2 separate regions of the Sus scrofa genome follow, and region 2 is linked to region 1. The links are chromatin contacts, called in public HiChIP or PLAC-seq maps. All regions are on one chromosome and are shown on one strand. The core of a region is the stretch at or near the end of the contact, and the rest is flanking DNA. Distances in the headings are between cores, read along the strand shown.

Region 1 (4,263 bases), core at 386-2,885:
TGTCTCCAAATAACTGACAATCATATTTGCAAAAGTTTAAACTCCATTTCCCAGCTAACTTTAAAGAAAGAAATCTATTACTGGAGCTCCCACTGTGGCTCAGCGGAAACAAATCTGACTAGGATCCATGAGGACTCAGGTTCGATCCCTGGCCTTGCTCAGTGGGTGAAGGATCCGGTGTTGCCGGGAGCTGTGGTGTTGGTTGCAAACTCGGCTCGGATCCCACGTTGCTGAAGGCTGTGGTGTAGGCCGGTGGCTACAGCTTCAAATGGAGCCCTAGCCTGGGAACCTCCATATGCCACGGGTGCAGCCCTAAAAAGACAAAAGACACACGCAAACACACACAAAAAATAAAGAAATCGATTACTCCTTTTGTAAGCCATATGCTCCATGAAAACGTTTCAAATGCATGTACAAATGATCACTGTAATCACTGAATAATTGAAATAATTGAACACGGCAATTCTGGGACTGCGGTGACCAGAACAGTGAAGCAAATGCTGCTAAACAGACTGGATGTTGCAAAAACATACTGTAGTCAGATTCACACGTAGTTTCATCTTTTTAAGAGCTTGTGGCTGATTATGATCAAGTCTCATACACGAATTGAGCAGAATATCAAAAAAGTGATTCTGCTGAGAGCAAGGCAGGCGCTACTGATGGCATATTTCCTCCCCGCCCCCACCGCCCCCCCAACAGCTTTGCTGGGAGACCCCCTCACCTGCGCCGGAGGAGACTGCAAAGGGTTATTCTCAAGCAGTAATACTTGCAGCTGCTTCATCTCTCTAAAACAAATGGGAATCACGAGCACTTTATTGCAGGAAAAGTCAAACTTTACCAAGGGAAGATCTACTAGTTCTACAAGAACAGAAAAAAAAAAGAAAGAAAAGAAAAAAACTCAGAAAGCAACAAGATGAAATGGCTAAACATTCAAAAATCAATTTTCTGCTCATCAAGCAATGTATCACTTAGCATAATTAAGGCAAGTTGTACATTAGGGATATGTATCTTGTTTATAGAATATTTTACTAAAGACGAGAGGAAAGCTTTCACTGGGGGCTCAGCAATGTCAACTTGTTATTTCTACCAAGAGCTGGAAACATGACATTTACAATATCCATTGTTTGAACACGCTTTTTTTTTTTCTTCCCCCAAAAAAACAATCACAAAAGTCACACCACACATGATATGCTTATGTTTTAACTTCCAACTGTTTTCAAACAGCTTGCTAGCTTATGGACAATATGCTAGTTACAACATATGCTCATGCATCCCACGTGTGTGGGCCGGGAGAGTCTCGGAACGAGGAACAGGCAATATGCTCATGATTGTTGAACTCTGCTTCAAAATACAAATGCGATCTAATTCCAAATTTTCCAACAGACGCCGTCATCCTGATTTGATAAGGCTTTCTTCCACTGCTTTTAAAAAAAGTCTTCTGTAGCTCCGCACTCAAGACAGAACATTATATTTAGCTTAAAATCCCCGCCCAGTGGTCTAGTAAACGCTCAGTAATTTCAAGCATGCCAACTGACGCTGGCAGCTGCAAGAAATGAAGTCAAATATATTCCATCGAGCAAAGGGGCTGAGCAATGCCAGACATGCAGGGTGACACAGGGCAAAGCCTAAGATCTCCTGGTGAGAGGCTGCGGAGGGTTCATTCCAAACGGGCCTCACCACGTTTGTTATGCAACCTGGTAAGGGGTGATGTGCCAGGCTTTCCAATACTCAAGGTCCCAAGCCGATGAAGGGCAGAGACGATGTCCAGACAAGGATGTGAAGGCAGTGGCCTGGAGAAGGAATTCCCACCAGCCCCACCGCCCCCCCTGTGCAGCGGCAGGCTCTCCTCGTTACCCGGCTAGACAACTTCAAGTTCACCAGCAAAGGTTCACTTGGCAACCACTTCACAGAACTCAACTCCTCCGGGTGTGGAAGGGACCGTCCCTCTTTCATACCTTCGTGAATTACTGTGTATTAAAGAGTCCTGAGACTGAAATGTGAGAACAGAAGCACAAGAGCGGCAGCTCAGCTGTTCCCAAACGCATGACAAGCAGGTGGCTGTGGAAGAGGAACTCAGGATGTGCGTTTTGAAATAGTTCATTTATTATTTTTATTGAAGTATAGTTGATTTTCAATGTTGTGGTAGTTTCTGTTGCACAGCAAAGTGATTGGGTTTTATATACAGACGTCTATAATACATATACACACACCTATATACACATATACATTCTTTTACAGATTCTTCTCCATTAGAGTTGATTACAAGATATTGAATATCGTTCCCTGTGCTATACAGTAGGTTCTTATTGTTTATCTGCTTTATGTATAGTAGTTTGTATCCACTAATCCCAAACTCCTAATTTTTCTCTCTGCCCCCGCTTTCCCCTTTGGTAACCATAAGGTTTTTTTTTTAATGTCTGTGAGTCTGTTTCTGTTCTATAAATAAGTTCATTTGTATCAATTTTTTTAGATTCCACAGATAAATGATATCAGATGATACCTGTCTTTCTCTGACTTAGCGTGAAAACCTCTAGGTCCATCCATGTTGCTGCAAATGGCCTTGTTCCATTCTTTTTTATGGCTAAGTCATATTGCATTGTATACATGTACCACATCTTCTTTATCCATTCCTCCGTCAATGGACATTTACGTTGCTTCCAGGTCTTGGCTACTGTGAATAGTGCTGCTATGAACACTGGGATGCAAGTATCTTTTTGAATTAGAATTTTCAAATTAGAATTTTTGAATTCTAATTTGAACAGGATGTGTATTTTTAAAATAGCCCCATGTAATTCTCTGCTCAAACTCGGCTCAATAGCAAGATAAGTGATTTGCTTCTGGCCTCACCGGTCCTGGTTGCCTTGATGAAGCATTTCAAAAGCACTGGCAGGTAGAGGAGAGAAGCAGGTGAACCCAGAGGACAGCATGGAATCAAGAAAGTCAAAGGAAAGGGGAAACTAAGATCTCTTTCCATTTCTTAGCTTATTTCTAAAACAGGGCTGAGAACGAGAGGGACTAAAGAGTCTCTCCTTGCTGTAACCTCCAGGAACATGAATCCATCTCTCTAGTGGTTAACCTGACTCACTAAAGTTAGCTTGGCAATTGGTAGCGAAAGTTAACTGGACCCTAGATCCTCAGCAACTTGCCACTTACAATGAAGATGTTTAAGCAAGACTAGAGAGCTAAGTTTCCGGAAGACGTAGCAGGAGGGGGAAGGAAGGCAGCTCACAGTTAAATAAGTAAGAAATGGTTTTTATGATGACTATATGCCTTTTAGTGCCCGCTGGGAACACAGTTACCATCTTGGTTTAGGAAAGCTGGAACCTGATGGTTTCACAACAAGGAAATGGAGGAGAAAAGGGTAATGCCACCTCAAAAAAGGTCAAAAGAATCAAAAAGATACATGCACCCCTGTGTTCACTGCAGCACTATTCACAATAGCCAAGACATGGAAACAACCTAAACGTCCACTGACACTTGCATGGATTGAGATGTGGTAAATATACACAATAGAATACAACTCAGCCACAAAAAAGAACAAAATAATGCCATCTGCAGCAATCTTAGCAGAGATTTTCATATTAAGAGAAGTCAGAAAGACAAACACGGGGAGTTCCCGTCGTGGCGCAGTGGTTAACGAATCCGACTAGGAACCATGAGGTTGCGGGTTCGGTCCCTGCCCTTGCTCAGTGGGTTAATGATCCGGCGTTGCCGTGAGCTGTGGTGTAGGTTGCAGACGCGGCTCGGATCCCACGTTGCTGTGGCTCTGGCGTAGGCCGGTGGCTAAGGCTCCAATTCGACCCCTAGCCTGGGAACCTCCATATGCTGCAGGAGCGGCCAAGAAATAGCAAAAAGACAAAAAAAAAAAAAAAAAAAAAAAGACAAACACCATATTATATCGCTTATATGTGGAATCTAAAATATGGCACACATTTGAGTAATTTAAAAAAAAATGGAAAAAAAATAAAATAAAATATGGCACAAATGAACCTATCTACAAAACAGAAACAGACTCGCCATCCAAGCCATATGGTACTGGCACAAAACAGAAATGTAGATCAGTGGAACAGGACAGGAAGCCCAGAATTAAACCCACGCACCTACAGTCAACTCATCTATGACAAAGGAGGCAAGAATATACAATGGAGAAAAGACAGTCTGTTCAATAAGTGGTGCTGGGAAAACTGGACAGCCACATGGAAAAGAATGAAATTAGAACACTTCCTAACACCACACACAAAAATAAACTCAAAATGGATTAAA
Region 2 (4,598 bases), core at 1,102-3,601, 130 kb after region 1:
GAAAACCCAATAAATATTCTATATACCAAAATAGAAAAGAAAAAGAAAAAAAAAAAAAAACCTAATTCCAAACCACCAAGAGTAAACAAGGGTTTCATAATGAGTTTTAAGTTACATGGGTTTACTTTTTAAAATCTTGTAAATCATTAAAGTTTGTTTGCCTTCCTTTTAAAAACTTTAGAACACACGGATATTAAATAGTTTATATGTTTGAAGAGAGGGAATAATTGGGTAGAAATGCTTTAAAAGCAGGGGGAGGAACCCACAAAGAACTAAGGCTTTAAATGGACGACGGGGAAAAAGATGTCCTGTTGACGAGTCACCTGTGCAATGTAGGAGCTCCCGTCGTGGCTCTGCAAAAACTAATCTGACTAGCATCCATGAGGACGCAGGTTCGATCCCTGACCTTGTTCAGTGGGTTAAGGATCCGGTGTTGCCATGAGCTGTGGTACAATCTGAAGATACGGCTCAGATCTGGCATTGCTGTGGCTGTGGTGTAGGCCAAGAGCTACAGTTCTGATTCGACCCGTAGCCTGGAAACCTCCATATGCCACAAGTGTGGCCCTAAAAAGCAAAAAAAAAAAAAAAAAGAAAAAAGGGTACAATGTAGCCTGAAAATGCCACTGCCACTTCCTCCTCAACCAGAACAGTCCCAACTGGTTCTTTGCCTGCACGTCCCGGGTTGCCATTTGTCATTATACATCTGTAGTTTCCTTCCACTGGACTAACTGGCAGCCCGGTGAAGGCAGGCACCACGCTGGGTTCACTAGGGTAAATGAAGCATCCAGCCTGGAGCCTGCTGTGCATTCATTCATTCAGGTCTTGAGCTCAAATATTTACTAAGCTTCTACCAGGGGTCCTGGGAACTAGGGCTACTAGTTACAAGAGAAAAGGAAAAACAAGGTCTCAGCATTTGATGATGGAGACAGAAAATGACAACAAAGAGGCAAACCAATAAATAGGAAACACGTAATAGCTAATGATTACTGTTTCTCGCTGTTCTATGCACCTGACCCATTTGACTCCCTCTTCTATTTACAAGCAAGAAACTGGAGCACAGAGGGATTCTGTAACCTGCCTGAGGTCACTAGGCCAGGAGGTGGAAGAGCAGGAACCCCAACCTTGTCAGTGAGGTTCTAGCCTCTGTGCACGTTGCTGCCCTTATCACATGGGGAGATAAGCAGGGGAAGAACCAGCCCGGCAACAGTCCGCAGAGTGGATAACAGATACTTGCTGCATCCATGAATGAAGGAATGAATAACAGCACTTGTTATAAAGTAATAAAAGCATGAGGTCTGAATGCAGAGATTAAAAAGCCTTTTACTACCTGAAGTCACCCATGTCCCCTGGCACTGCCTTCTCACTCTGCCTCCTGCATTGCACCCCCCACCAGTTGGCAAGAAGTTTTTTTTTTGTTTTGGTTTGTTTTTTTTTTTTTTTTTTTTTTTTTTTTGTCTTTTTAGGGCCACACCCGCGGCATAGGGAAGTTCCCTGGCTAGGAGTCCAATCAGATCTGCAGCTGCCAGTCGCAGCCACAGCCACACCGGATCCAAGCTGTGTCTGCGATCTACACCACAGTTCATGGAAATCCTGAATCCTTAACCCCCGAGTGGGGCCAGGAATTGAACCCATGTCATCTTGGATACTCATCGGGCTCTTTATGGCTGAGCCACACTAGGAACTCCCCAAGTTGGCATGATTTTATTGAGCTATTTTTTCTTTTGTCACTGTAATGAAAATAATGCTCAGAAATATTTTCTCTAAACTGTATCCCTGACCATTCAGCATTATCACCCTAAGGTATTCACATCGCTGAATAGAACTGGCCTTTACAGCACTCTGCTCTCCAGCTACCATCTCTCTCTCTCTCTCTCACTTGCTCGCTCTCTTTCTCTTTCCCTCCCATTCTATGTTTACCAAGAGCTAAGACACCACGCCATATCGTACACTGGGTCCCAAATTTAAGTCATGCAGCGTAAAGAAATGTTGCAGGGAGTCCCCAGAGCACTCAACTAAGATGATAAATGTATCTGGTCAGAGGCCCAAACCTCAGGGGAGCTGCAGCTGCCTAGGCAGCCAAGAGGAGCCAAAGTCCTCCCCTCAGCAAGCTGCAGGCTGAGTGGGTACCACTGCCACCCTGTGTGCAACCAGGAGTCCCCAGGCCCTGTGCAGGGTGGGGGGGGTACAAGGAGGACGAGGAGGGCTGACAGAAGGGAACAGGGTGACAGTTGTATCAGCCAAGGGACATGTTCCCAGACTAGTGACAGAGACAGATGCAGATCCCGGCTGGGGTGGGGATGGCAGGCAGGGAGCAGATCACTCGGGTCTAAAAATAGCCCCCCTCTGGGGCCAGCACAGTTCCAAAAAGCAGCTACTACCAATGGCTCACACACACACTCGCAAGAGTGCACGCCAAGCGCCATGTACTTAGCATTTGTTATTTTAATCATCACAGCAACCCCAGGAGATAAGTTTTCCTACTTTCACTTTAGAGACAAAACATCCGAGCTCCGAGAGATGAAGCAATCTCTCTCCAGGTCACTCAACGAGCAACCGAAGGAACAGGGATCTGACCTTGATCCACCGGCCTCCAAGTCCATCACCTCAACAGCCACAGTCGTCTTAAACCTCATGGATGGTCAGAGTTCCTAAGACAAGGAAGCCAGGGACAAAGGCACGGAGGTGCGCCCCGCGGGGTTTCACTGCAGGAGAGCCCGCCCGGCACCCACGGGTCGAAGGAGCCGGGAGCCGGCCTGGGAGTCGATGGCCCTACCGGCTCGGAGAAAACCCAGCGCACACAGCCGGCGTGTCTCCAGTTCCCCGGAGCACGAAGGGCCAAGGGTGGAAGGCAGAGCTGGTGGCCATCACTCAAGAGTCTACACTCGCGTCTCTTCTGGCTCTCGCGCACACACACATCTGTGAATATCCACCAACTGTTTCCGTGCAGGCAGCACACGACGGGGAAACACTCCGCTGACAGAACAGGTTCCGAGACCCAGGAGCTGCATTTGAGGCAGACCCGTCACCGCTTCAGGCCGGTGACCTGCACGAAGAGCTACAAGCAGTACAGGCTAAACGGGGAGTCAGGGCGCATGTGTTTTGATCAACAAAATTCTAATGTATTGTTAACATATTTTTAGAACATAAGAGTTCCTTTTTTGTTTAGTTTTCTTTCTTTTTTTTTGGCCATGCCCTGGGTCATGTGCAAGTTCCTGGCCCAGGGGTCCAACCCACACCGCAGCATGACCCAAGGGAGCCATTACCAGATCCTTAACCCACTGCGCCATCAGGGAACTCCAAGGGTTTTTTTCTTGTTTATTTGTTTGTTTTTCTTTTCAGGGCCACACCTGTGGCATGTAAAGGTTCCCAGGCTAGGGGTCAAATAAGAGCTACCTACAGCTGCTGGTCTACACCACAGCCAGATCCCAGCTGCACCTGCGACCTCTAACACCACAGCTCAGAGCAACACCAGATCCTTAAACCACTGACTGAGGCCAGGGATCAAACCTGCATCTTCGTGGATACTAGTTAACCCACTGAGCCACAACAGGAATTCCCAAGTATTTGTTTGTTTGGTTGGTTGGTTGGTTGGTTTTTGGGAGGTTGTCTTTGTGTCTTTTGAGGGCCTCACCCACGGCATATGGAGGTTCCCAGACTAGGGGTCTAATCAGAGCTGTAACCGCCGGCCTATACCACAGCCAAAGCAACGCCAGATCTGAGCCATGTCTTCGACCTACACCACAGCTCATGGCAACACTGGATCCTTAACCCACTGACTGAGGCCAGGGTTCGAAGCCACAACCTCACGGTTCCTAGTCAGATTCACTTCCCATGCGCCACGTCGGGAACTCCCCAAGTATTTTTTTTTTAATAGTTAATTAGTTTTAATAGTTAATAGTTAATTAGTTTTAATAGTTAACAGTTAATTAGTTAATAGTTTAATTAGTTTAATTTAATAGTTAATCAGAGAAAGACACACATATAATATGACTTATATGTGGAATCTAAAAAAAAAAAAAAAAAGATACAAATAAACGTAATTGCAGAATGGAAACAGACTCACGGACTTTGAAAGCAAACTTATGGTTACCAAAGGGGACAGGTGGTGAGGGAGAGAGGGACAGACTGGGGGCTTGGGGTGGCCTATGTACACTGAGGTATATGGAATGTCTGGCCAACGTGGACCTAAAGCACAGCACAGGAAACTCTACCAATATTCTGTGACAATCTACATGGTAAAAGGATCCGAAAAAGAATGGATGTAAATCAACTACACTTCAATAAAACTTTAACAGAGGGAAAAATTTTTAAATAGTTAATTACTTTGAAGGGTGAGCTCTAGGGTGAATTTCAATGGTCTGCAAGCGGACCAGTGAAAGGGCCTGAGGGAGGTAATCAACCATCAGCTTTTAATTCTGTACCCGAAAAGGGCTGTTGGAAGTAGGGGAGTCGCTGACCGGAAAAAGCTAACAAAGCAACCTCAAGGAGTTCCCATCGTGGCTCAGTGGTTAACGAATCTGACTAGGAACCATGAGGTTGCGGGTTCGGTCCCTGCCCTTGCTCAGTGGGTTAAGGATCCCGAGTTGCCGTGAGCTGTG

Evidence for each region. HiChIP or PLAC-seq counts read pairs in DNA pulled down with a chosen protein or histone mark.
Region 2: an H3K27ac HiChIP or PLAC-seq map of skeletal muscle shows a contact between it and region 1. The contact joins two enhancer-like sites. A contact is called at or near these places in 2 of 47 Hi-C or Micro-C datasets (fetal skeletal muscle and skeletal muscle) and 2 of 2 datasets of contacts at active chromatin or transcription factors (alveolar macrophages and skeletal muscle).

Annotation. Positions count from the first base shown.
Region 1 is chr11:20,757,771-20,762,033 of Sscrofa11.1, forward strand. LRCH1 (leucine-rich repeat and calponin homology domain-containing protein 1) reads right to left here. Exons shown (of 20, transcript XM_013980521.2): 5 at 722-858. Among named protein-coding and RNA genes, the nearest start is that of ESD, 110 kb to the left of the region's middle. Within about 2 kb of position 1,636, at least 12 of the 83 cell types and tissues checked have an H3K27ac peak or open chromatin away from gene starts, as enhancers often do. A contact at or near this core is called in fetal skeletal muscle and skeletal muscle, where this site is marked.
Region 2 is chr11:20,886,295-20,890,892 of Sscrofa11.1, forward strand. The region is part of intron 1 of LRCH1 (leucine-rich repeat and calponin homology domain-containing protein 1); the gene reads right to left. Among named protein-coding and RNA genes, the nearest start is that of LRCH1, 18 kb to the right of the region's middle. Within about 2 kb of position 2,352, at least 30 of the 83 cell types and tissues checked have an H3K27ac peak or open chromatin away from gene starts, as enhancers often do. A contact at or near this core is called in fetal skeletal muscle and skeletal muscle, where this site is marked.